Linked DNA regions of Zea mays: region 2 is linked to region 1. The links are chromatin contacts, called in public Hi-C maps. All regions are on one chromosome and are shown on one strand. The core of a region is the stretch at or near the end of the contact, and the rest is flanking DNA. Distances in the headings are between cores, read along the strand shown.

Region 1 (4,245 bases), core at 916-3,415:
CAAATATTATAAGCCTAGAAATCAAGCATGAATATCAAGATCAAAACAGTGTGCACAGGAATTAAGGAACAATAATGAACTTAAATAATCAGCCTGCACAATATAGTAAAAGAGATGACTAGGCACAAATAATATCAATGCTGAAATCAATGCTGCTGAATCAACAACACACTAAAACCCAGACTGTCACGTTGTCTCACTACACCGCTATCATCATCGAGTTAATAAATCCGCCCACAAATTGTGCAATCACACCCAAGTAAATAATACTAGCAGATTGCACAAAATTACTCAATAAATAAATAGAGGCAACGGGTAACTCACAGCACGTAGATTGTCTACGTGGGAAGACCAGCTCAGCGAACACGAGGTTCTGTCCCAGAAAACCAATTCCGCCGCCCACGTCCGGACCTGCACGGCGGGAGGTTGACGGAGATACTAGAGCCGCTGCCGGAGTCGAGGGAGACGTCCTCGACACCAGCCCGAGAAGAGGAACACCGCGCAGCAGGGAGCCCAAGCACCAGGCCACGGTGGACAATAATCAGAACAGACCGAACACCACACAGGCGCACGGATCGAGCAACAGGGCACAAGAGAGCCACCAACGCAGCTCTACTCTCTTCCACTCCCAATCACCACCGGCAAGAATCACCACAAGAACACCAGGAACGAACAAATCGCTCCAAATCGCGACTGTAACTGAGAGGGGAAGAAGAACAGAGAAACTTGCGTCTCTGCGAGCTGGCCTGAACAGGGGGCAAGACGCTATACTTATGGAGCCGGGCGAGCCGCAGGTGGTTGCAGAGGAGCAGCGGAGAAGCCGGCCGGCCGTGCGAGCAAGCCGTAGGATACGGCTGGGCGTTGAACGCCGCCGCCACACAGCCTTGGCGGCTACTCCTTGGGCAGCCACCCTCTGCCTGTGCTTCTACTCACCGCAAGGCATGATAATCCCTTGCCTTTGATCCCAGCCGTCCATCCAAGGCGAGCTCGCCCAGGGCCAGCTGACCGGCGCCAGCCGTTGCTGGGCTGCTCGGCCGAGCGCCTGGTAGCGGCCCAGTGGCCGGCCTTTTCTCTTTTTTTTTCAATAAAGAAAATAAAGGGAAAATCCCCTCAAATGAACAGCAGGGCCATCGAGCACTTGTGTTGGCGCGCGCGGAAAGGGACCCGCGTGCACGACGCTCCATTCTCCGGTTGGCTTGGCTCATCGCTTGTTGATTGCCACGGACGATGGATCCCACCACTGCCCTCAGTAGGTTCAGCGAACTGAGCCGGATCCCTTCGCCTTCGCCCCCCTCGGATATCAGACATCACCAATGGGGTACGGCAGCCCTCTTTTTTGGCAGGATACAAACAAAATAAAGCTAGCATTATTTTCTTGCAGCAACGGTGATGGACCCCCCGCAGCTGCGCTCCGCCAGAAAGCATCGGGTGCCATGCAATGCATCTTGCAGCTGTGAGCAAGTAATCATCGGAAGCAATTTGTCCAAAGTTCAGAGATCTCCCCCACCCCCTTTGGAACCAAGTGGTGGATTTTTGGACAGAGATTCGCTAGGGCCATCGTTCCACGCGCATATACAGAAACTTCACCGTATTTTTCTTTCTTTCTTTCTTTTTTTTGCGTTTTGGCTATTTCTAATTAAAATTTCACATCTACACTTTAGTGTTTAGTTCTCGAGGTTAGTGTCGTGTACGAGGCGTTTACACCATAGTAGTCAGTCGGCGAGGCCGATGAGTCGATTTGTCATTTCAGGTAGGGTGGAAACCAGGCGAGTCGAGCTTGGTTCGACTCGCTAAAATCGGCTTGAGTCACTTCTCACTCGCCGAGCCAATAAACCTGCCCATATATACAAATTTAACCTCTAAATTATAATATAAAAAGTTAAAAAAATAAATAATATATTTTAAATTAGTAAAATAAATATATTACTAATATAATATAGACAATAGACTAGTTTTGTATATTCATATTAAATAATATAAATTTATTATCTATTTAGTACTAACATTATATGCTAATTAGAATTTTATATAACAAATTATTGTTGGGAAGCCAGGAGCCCGAGCCGAGCAGGCGATGCCAATGCCCACAACTCCTGAGCCAGACGGCACGGGTTCTAACTAAACGTGGGCAGGCCTCGTCTCGGCCCATACACGCGCCCTTCAACCTCTTCACCAGGGCCTGAATCCAGGCCACACCACCAACCGTGAGTCCGTGGGCCTTACTAGACACTGGTGCCTATGCCTTCGTCTCCTCACTTCCTCATCGGTCAGCCGGCGAGGCATCAGGCTGTCAGGCATGGCCAGTCGTCTTCTCCACCCCTCCCAAAAGAGTTTATGAGGTACTAGGTGAAAGTTGCACGCTCGGTGCGGACGCCGTAGACATCACCATCCGCGCACTGATCTTTTTTTTTCTCCAGAGGATGCATACCATGGATGCAATGGAACCAATCAGGCAATTAAAGAAGGGGCTGGTCGGAACTGAAATCACAGATTGTCGGCTCGTGGTATCTTTGCCGGCTCCAATCGTCTGCGTCACCGTCAAGACGAGGAGTGGTGTTCAGTCAGACCCAGAGCGCGGCAAGGCAAAGATCATTAGAAACAACGGAGGATTTATTTAGATTCCATACCAGGCACCTACGGCCTACGGAAGCAAATTGCAGTGCAAAAAGCAAAATAAAATTATCTATTACATTTAATAACTTATAGATATAGCATATATTTTTTTTAACAAAGGGACGAATCCCCCTATTTCATTAGGAAATAGGAAAAGTTCATTACAACGACACCCATCGCGATCCTACGATCCGACAGAAAACCAATTAGGCCTGATCTCTACCTAGACACCTTACGCTATCACCCTAGATAAGTAAAGGGCCTAGAGTAGAAGACAAAGTTCGACCTGCTACCAGGAACAGAAGACTTTATTTACAATCATTTCACGACAAACAGGCGCAACAAAAGGAACTAGTTCAAACCAACACCAAAAGTATAGGCTAACCCTAACGCCAGGAACCACAATTCTTTTTAATCACCTAGAAATTCGCCTGTCTCTCGGACACCACCCAAACGCTCGGCCAAACGCTTCACTTGCTATCTTTCTTATTAGCTTGCTTCCTTGTACCACCATTTTTTGTTCCTGTTTCTCTGTCGTATAGCCCAGGAATCCATCCAGAAGCAACAAAGAAAAATGATGTTAGAAGGATCAACCATAATTTTATTACCAAAGCACCAATCATTTCTTGTGCGCCAAATTGCCCAGAACACCGCACCACAACCAAACAAAATCAGATTAGCAATCTTGTCTTTTGGTTTACTTAACCATTTATCACAAAGGTTGCTAATACTTTTTGGAATCTCCACCAAGTTCAAAGCCACTTGGATCACTCTCCACATGTATCTCGCAATGGGACAGTGAAAAAATAAATGATCAATAGACTCATCACCACCACAGAAACAGCACTCTTGAGAACCTTTCCAGTTCCTTTTCTTCAAATTATCTTTAGTAATAATTTTGTTTCTCACCACCAACCAGATAAAAATCTTGATTTTCTGTGGCAACTTGGATTTCCACAAGAACTTGTAAGGAACATAAACATGATCCATCACTTTCTTTTTATATAAAGAGTTCACAGAAAAACCTTTTTTTCAAGTCCCCAAACAATCCTGTCATCTTGATCAGACAAGGAAAAATGATTACAACAATTCATCAAATCATCAAATAACACCCTTAGATTACCAATAATCCTTCTCCTAAACGAGAGAGCCTCAAAATTGGATACCAAGACCTTATTAACAGAAATGTCTTTGTCATAAGCCAAGTCAAATAAGGAAGGAAACTGGACAGCCAAGGGCTGATTACCTATCCAGTTACTCTTCCAAAAGCTAGTATTCAAGCCATTTCCCACCAAAGTTTTACAGTATTTATAAAAGATATCACGCAAACTCAAAATCTTCTTCCAAAAACGAGAATCCCCTTGTTTTTGCTTGACCGAAATAAGGGGTTTTCCCTTAATGTATTTACTTGCAATGATTTTTTGCCATAACCCATTTGAATTTTCAATATTCCAAAGCCATTTAGTTAGTAAGGAATCATTCATAAATTCAAGGTTCAAAACCCCTAAACCTCCCTGATTTTTAGGAGAACACACAGAAGCCCAATCAACCAAATGAATTTTTTTTGACTGATGCCCCCCTTGCCATAAAAGACGTCTCCTGAAAATATCCACTTTTCTGATAACCGATTTA
Region 2 (3,958 bases), core at 715-3,214, 180 kb after region 1:
ATGCACAGCTGTAGCATACCTCAAATCATCGAAAACAACAAAATATCCTTCAACTGATCTAGTCTGTTTTAGATGCATCATGTCATACATGACTTTTGGATAATCATAAGGACCAAAAGTAGTAACCATCGCAGTGGTGAACTGCTGCCAACTCACCACTATGTGATGTAGTTTTTAGACCTGCCACCACTTAGCTGCCTTCCCCTCCATATGCAATAAAGCAGCCATAACCCAAATAATATCCGACACATGACAAATAGTGAAGTAATCCTTGCATTTATCTAACCAAATCGATGGTTGATCTCCTTGAAACTTGGGGAATGAGAACTTCAGCAATGAGGCATGAGTAGCACTCTCCTCTTGTCTGTTTTGAAACGCTCCATGGCCATGCTCCCCTATAGTTCTCTGCTATTCCCGTACATGCCCGCCTAGGTGACATGATGGAGAAGGTCTAGAATGAGTAATAGAAGGCTCACCAGATGGTTCCGAACCTTGTTCACCAAATTGCTCCATCTCCTCTGCCATCCTTTTCAACATTAATGACACCACCCTCTTCCCGGTCTCCTCGATCTGCCGAGCCATCATATCACGATCCTTCACTGCCTGCTCAGCCATAGAAAACGACAACATATGTTGGCCCATCAACTGATGTTGAACTTGTTCCACCTTGCCTATGCGTTGGTTGATCGACTTCAACTCGTCCATGACTTGGGTCCAATGATCGCCCTCCATACGCAAAGATTCAACCATCGCATCCAGAACAAACCTCATTTGCACTGAAGGTTTTACAGGTGGCACCGTGATGACGCCAAACAACTCGCACGTCGAAGACGCACGAGCACGATGACACCAGTCGTGATCGCACCAAAGGACGACGACAACCTGACGACGACGATGACGACATGGAAGCCACCGAAGACTGTTGAATCCGATACCAAGTGTAGCGCATGCTGACCGCCGACGAGGACAACGTTGGGGGTGTAAGAACGCGCACTAGGAAATCACCAAGAATAGCCAGGTAAGAACCCTAACTGAATTGGTTCTGGTATTTCTAATTTCTGTTATTCCATAGTTTTCTGATTGATTACAAGAATGCTTATATATGCCTTTAAATGGCCTAAGGCCACACCAAACCCTTCTCTTCTACTACTATTGCTTAACCAACACAATACTAAGCTAGCTGTCAATTACAAACAATGTTCATACACTATGGGCCGTGACACGGAGGAGGCAGAGGTGAAGGCGAACGTCATGGTGGCGATGGTACGACGGCTGCGACGATGTAAATGAGGAAGCGAAATATGCGTCCTAGGGTTTGGGTGATGAAATATGTCCGCGCGAGTCAGATGACGGTTGAGAGAGTAGGTGGGGGGTGTTTGCGGTGGTCCTGCAAGCGTGTCAGGGCGAGGATGATGGATAGGACAAGGTTGCAGCTATGGCGGGGGCAGCACACACGAAGTGGGGGAGGAGGACGACACACGGAAGCGGGTGAGTTCGCGGACTTGAATATGGACGTATATTACTTGTTCCATATTTGTTTTCATATTTTTCTTTTTAAATTTAAATCGGATATATTGAGTTTTGTTGCATAAGATTTAAATACATATCAACATCTTAAATATTCAAATTTAAAAATACGAATATAAATAAAAATTTAATACGGATTGAATATTGAGTATCTGGACTTGAATATTGAATCATATATTGATTCTTGTAGACATATCTAATTTGAATTCTACCTATCGTTATTAGACTATCTTCAGTATATCTCTATCCCATTTCTATGATTCTATCCTATTTTATATTCAAACTTTACTCTACAGTGTCAACCGATATCAAATACCAATATCAAATATAGTTTCGCGTTCTTCCATTGGAGTCGGCATTCTACGCATTTACGCAACGTCGTGCCCCACAGGTAGCTGACGGATCCGTGGGCCCGGCATATGCCACACAGCCACAGCAACGAACTGCGGGAGCTTTACGCTCGAAAAGCCGCGAGCCTTCGTTCGTCCCCGTCAACGTCGCGTTTCCTCTTTTTCCCGGTTCCCCGATCCCCTCCGCGTTTTCCTCCACCACACCACCACTTCCCTCGCCGCCACTCGCGTTCCCGCCCCCAAGGATTACACCGTGGCATCTCGCTACAGCCGCCGCTGATGCATCTCTCCTTCCATCCCCCTGCTCCGTCGCATCTCCCTCGCCGGGGCGGCGTCGCACCAACCACAACCCCATCCTTCGTCCTCCGGAGGAACCAGCGGAGGCGGCGCCACCACCACCGCCCGTACCGCCTAGCCCCCCGCGCCTCTCTCTCAGACCTCATCGCCAACCTCCCCTCCTCCCTCGCGCTCGTAGGTCCCGCGGCGCTCGCGGCTGCGGCCGCGGTCGCCACCTCTTTCTCCTCCTGGTCCTCCTCGTCCCAGACCAGCCTCCCGCCGCCGCCCCAGGAATCCGAGGACTACAACGCGTGCGGGGATGTCGCGGGCGAGTGGGTTCTCTTCACCAGCCCGGCGCCATTCAACCGCTGCGTGCTGCTGCGTTGCCCGTCCGTGTCTTTCGAGGACGGGCTCGACGGCGTCAACGAGCGCCTCCTCACCGAGGAGCGGCACTACGTGAATCTGAGCAGGGGCTGCATCCCCGTGGTGCGCGGCGGGGACGGTGCCTATGATATCTCTTACCAGAGGATTTGCATCGCCCTGGAGGACGGTGGGGTGATCGCGCTCGATTGGCCTGATAATTTGTACTTGGACAAAGAGCATGGACTGGATTCCACGGTGCTTATGGTGCCTGGTACGCACGAGGGGAGCATGGAGAGGAACATTAAGGTGTTCGTGTTAGATGCACTGAACAACGGGTACTTTCCTATTGTAATGAACCCCAGAGGGTGCGGCGGCTCCCCGGTCACTACCCCAAGGTGAAAGTCTTCTGCTTATTTAAAAATGTCTTCTGCTTATTAAAAAAAGGCAGATCTAGTCGAGACGACTCTCGCATGAGTGAAATCTGGAAAGGAAAAACGGAGGCAAGTTTTTCCTCCGTAAACGTGGAGCGACTGCTTCTAGCCTGCGACCTAGTGACCCAGACAACTCACACCAGTGCACTAGGCCTGCCCTTCAGTCTTCTGCTCATTGGGGATGCTTATTTGTTGCCCTACTTAACTTGAGGGCATTAAGCGTAAATTTTATCTATCTCAAGGAGCTCCTTACCAGAACTAGAAATCTGCAGTCACTTTTAGGTGCTCACTGCTTGATGTATATGAATTCACTTTAACATCTCAATATGTGTTCATTGTTTGATTTATATTACCAGAATTGTGATTGTTTGCCCTCATGCCAGTCATTACTGATATATATGGTCAGTTTTAAACTTTCAACTAACTATGCCACATATATGCTATTATATTATAACTTCTGTCTATTCTGAAGACGTCTTAAATAAAGTTCAGACGAAATAATGCTTGTTCAACCTAGCAATTGTGATTACTGTAATGTAACAAAAAGTAATTGGAAAAAACACTGTACAAATTGATGTCAATGGAGTACCATGACTAGTTCAGATAATGTCGTCAACCACAAGTGTTAGCCTTTTGTTATTCTACCGACTAATCATTATGCATGTTTCTGACACTGGAATTTTTTACACGGGAACACCATGGATCCATTATTGTCAGTCATGCACTTCAAAACTGTTGCATTAATGCACCCATCTTATTGTTTACTCTCTCGGTTCCAAATTATAGGTCAATTTAGCTTTTTCCTAAGTCAAACTTTTCTAACTTTAACAAAATTTTAGAAAAATATATTAACACCTACAAGTTCAAATAAATGCAATACCAACCAATGTCGGGCCCAGGATTTAGAGGGTGGGTATTCGAAATTTTTTATAAGATAATTTTTTTGGTTGATTAAAAAATGTCTATCGATATATATAATTAATTATATATATGTATAACCTATAATTAAGC

What was found. A called contact is a pair of places that touch in the nucleus more often than the background predicts.
Region 2: a contact with region 1 is called in a Hi-C map of tassel, with 4 times the contacts expected there. The contact joins the promoter of LOC103632806 here to the enhancer-like site in region 1. A contact is called at or near these places in 6 of 25 Hi-C or Micro-C datasets (bundle sheath, ear, endosperm and 2 more).

Annotation. Positions count from the first base shown.
Region 1 is chr7:125,587,701-125,591,945 of Zm-B73-REFERENCE-NAM-5.0, forward strand. No RefSeq gene overlaps it. Among protein-coding and RNA genes, the nearest start is that of LOC100284306, 13 kb to the left of the region's middle. Within about 2 kb of position 2,166, at least 17 of the 20 cell types and tissues checked have an H3K27ac peak or open chromatin away from gene starts, as enhancers often do. A contact at or near this core is called in bundle sheath, ear, endosperm and 2 more, where this site is marked.
Region 2 is chr7:125,765,421-125,769,378 of Zm-B73-REFERENCE-NAM-5.0, forward strand. It overlaps LOC103632806, which reads left to right and starts at 1,965. Exons shown (of 12, transcript XM_008654538.3): 1 at 1,965-2,911. The coding sequence starts at 2,157. It also overlaps the pseudogene LOC103634144.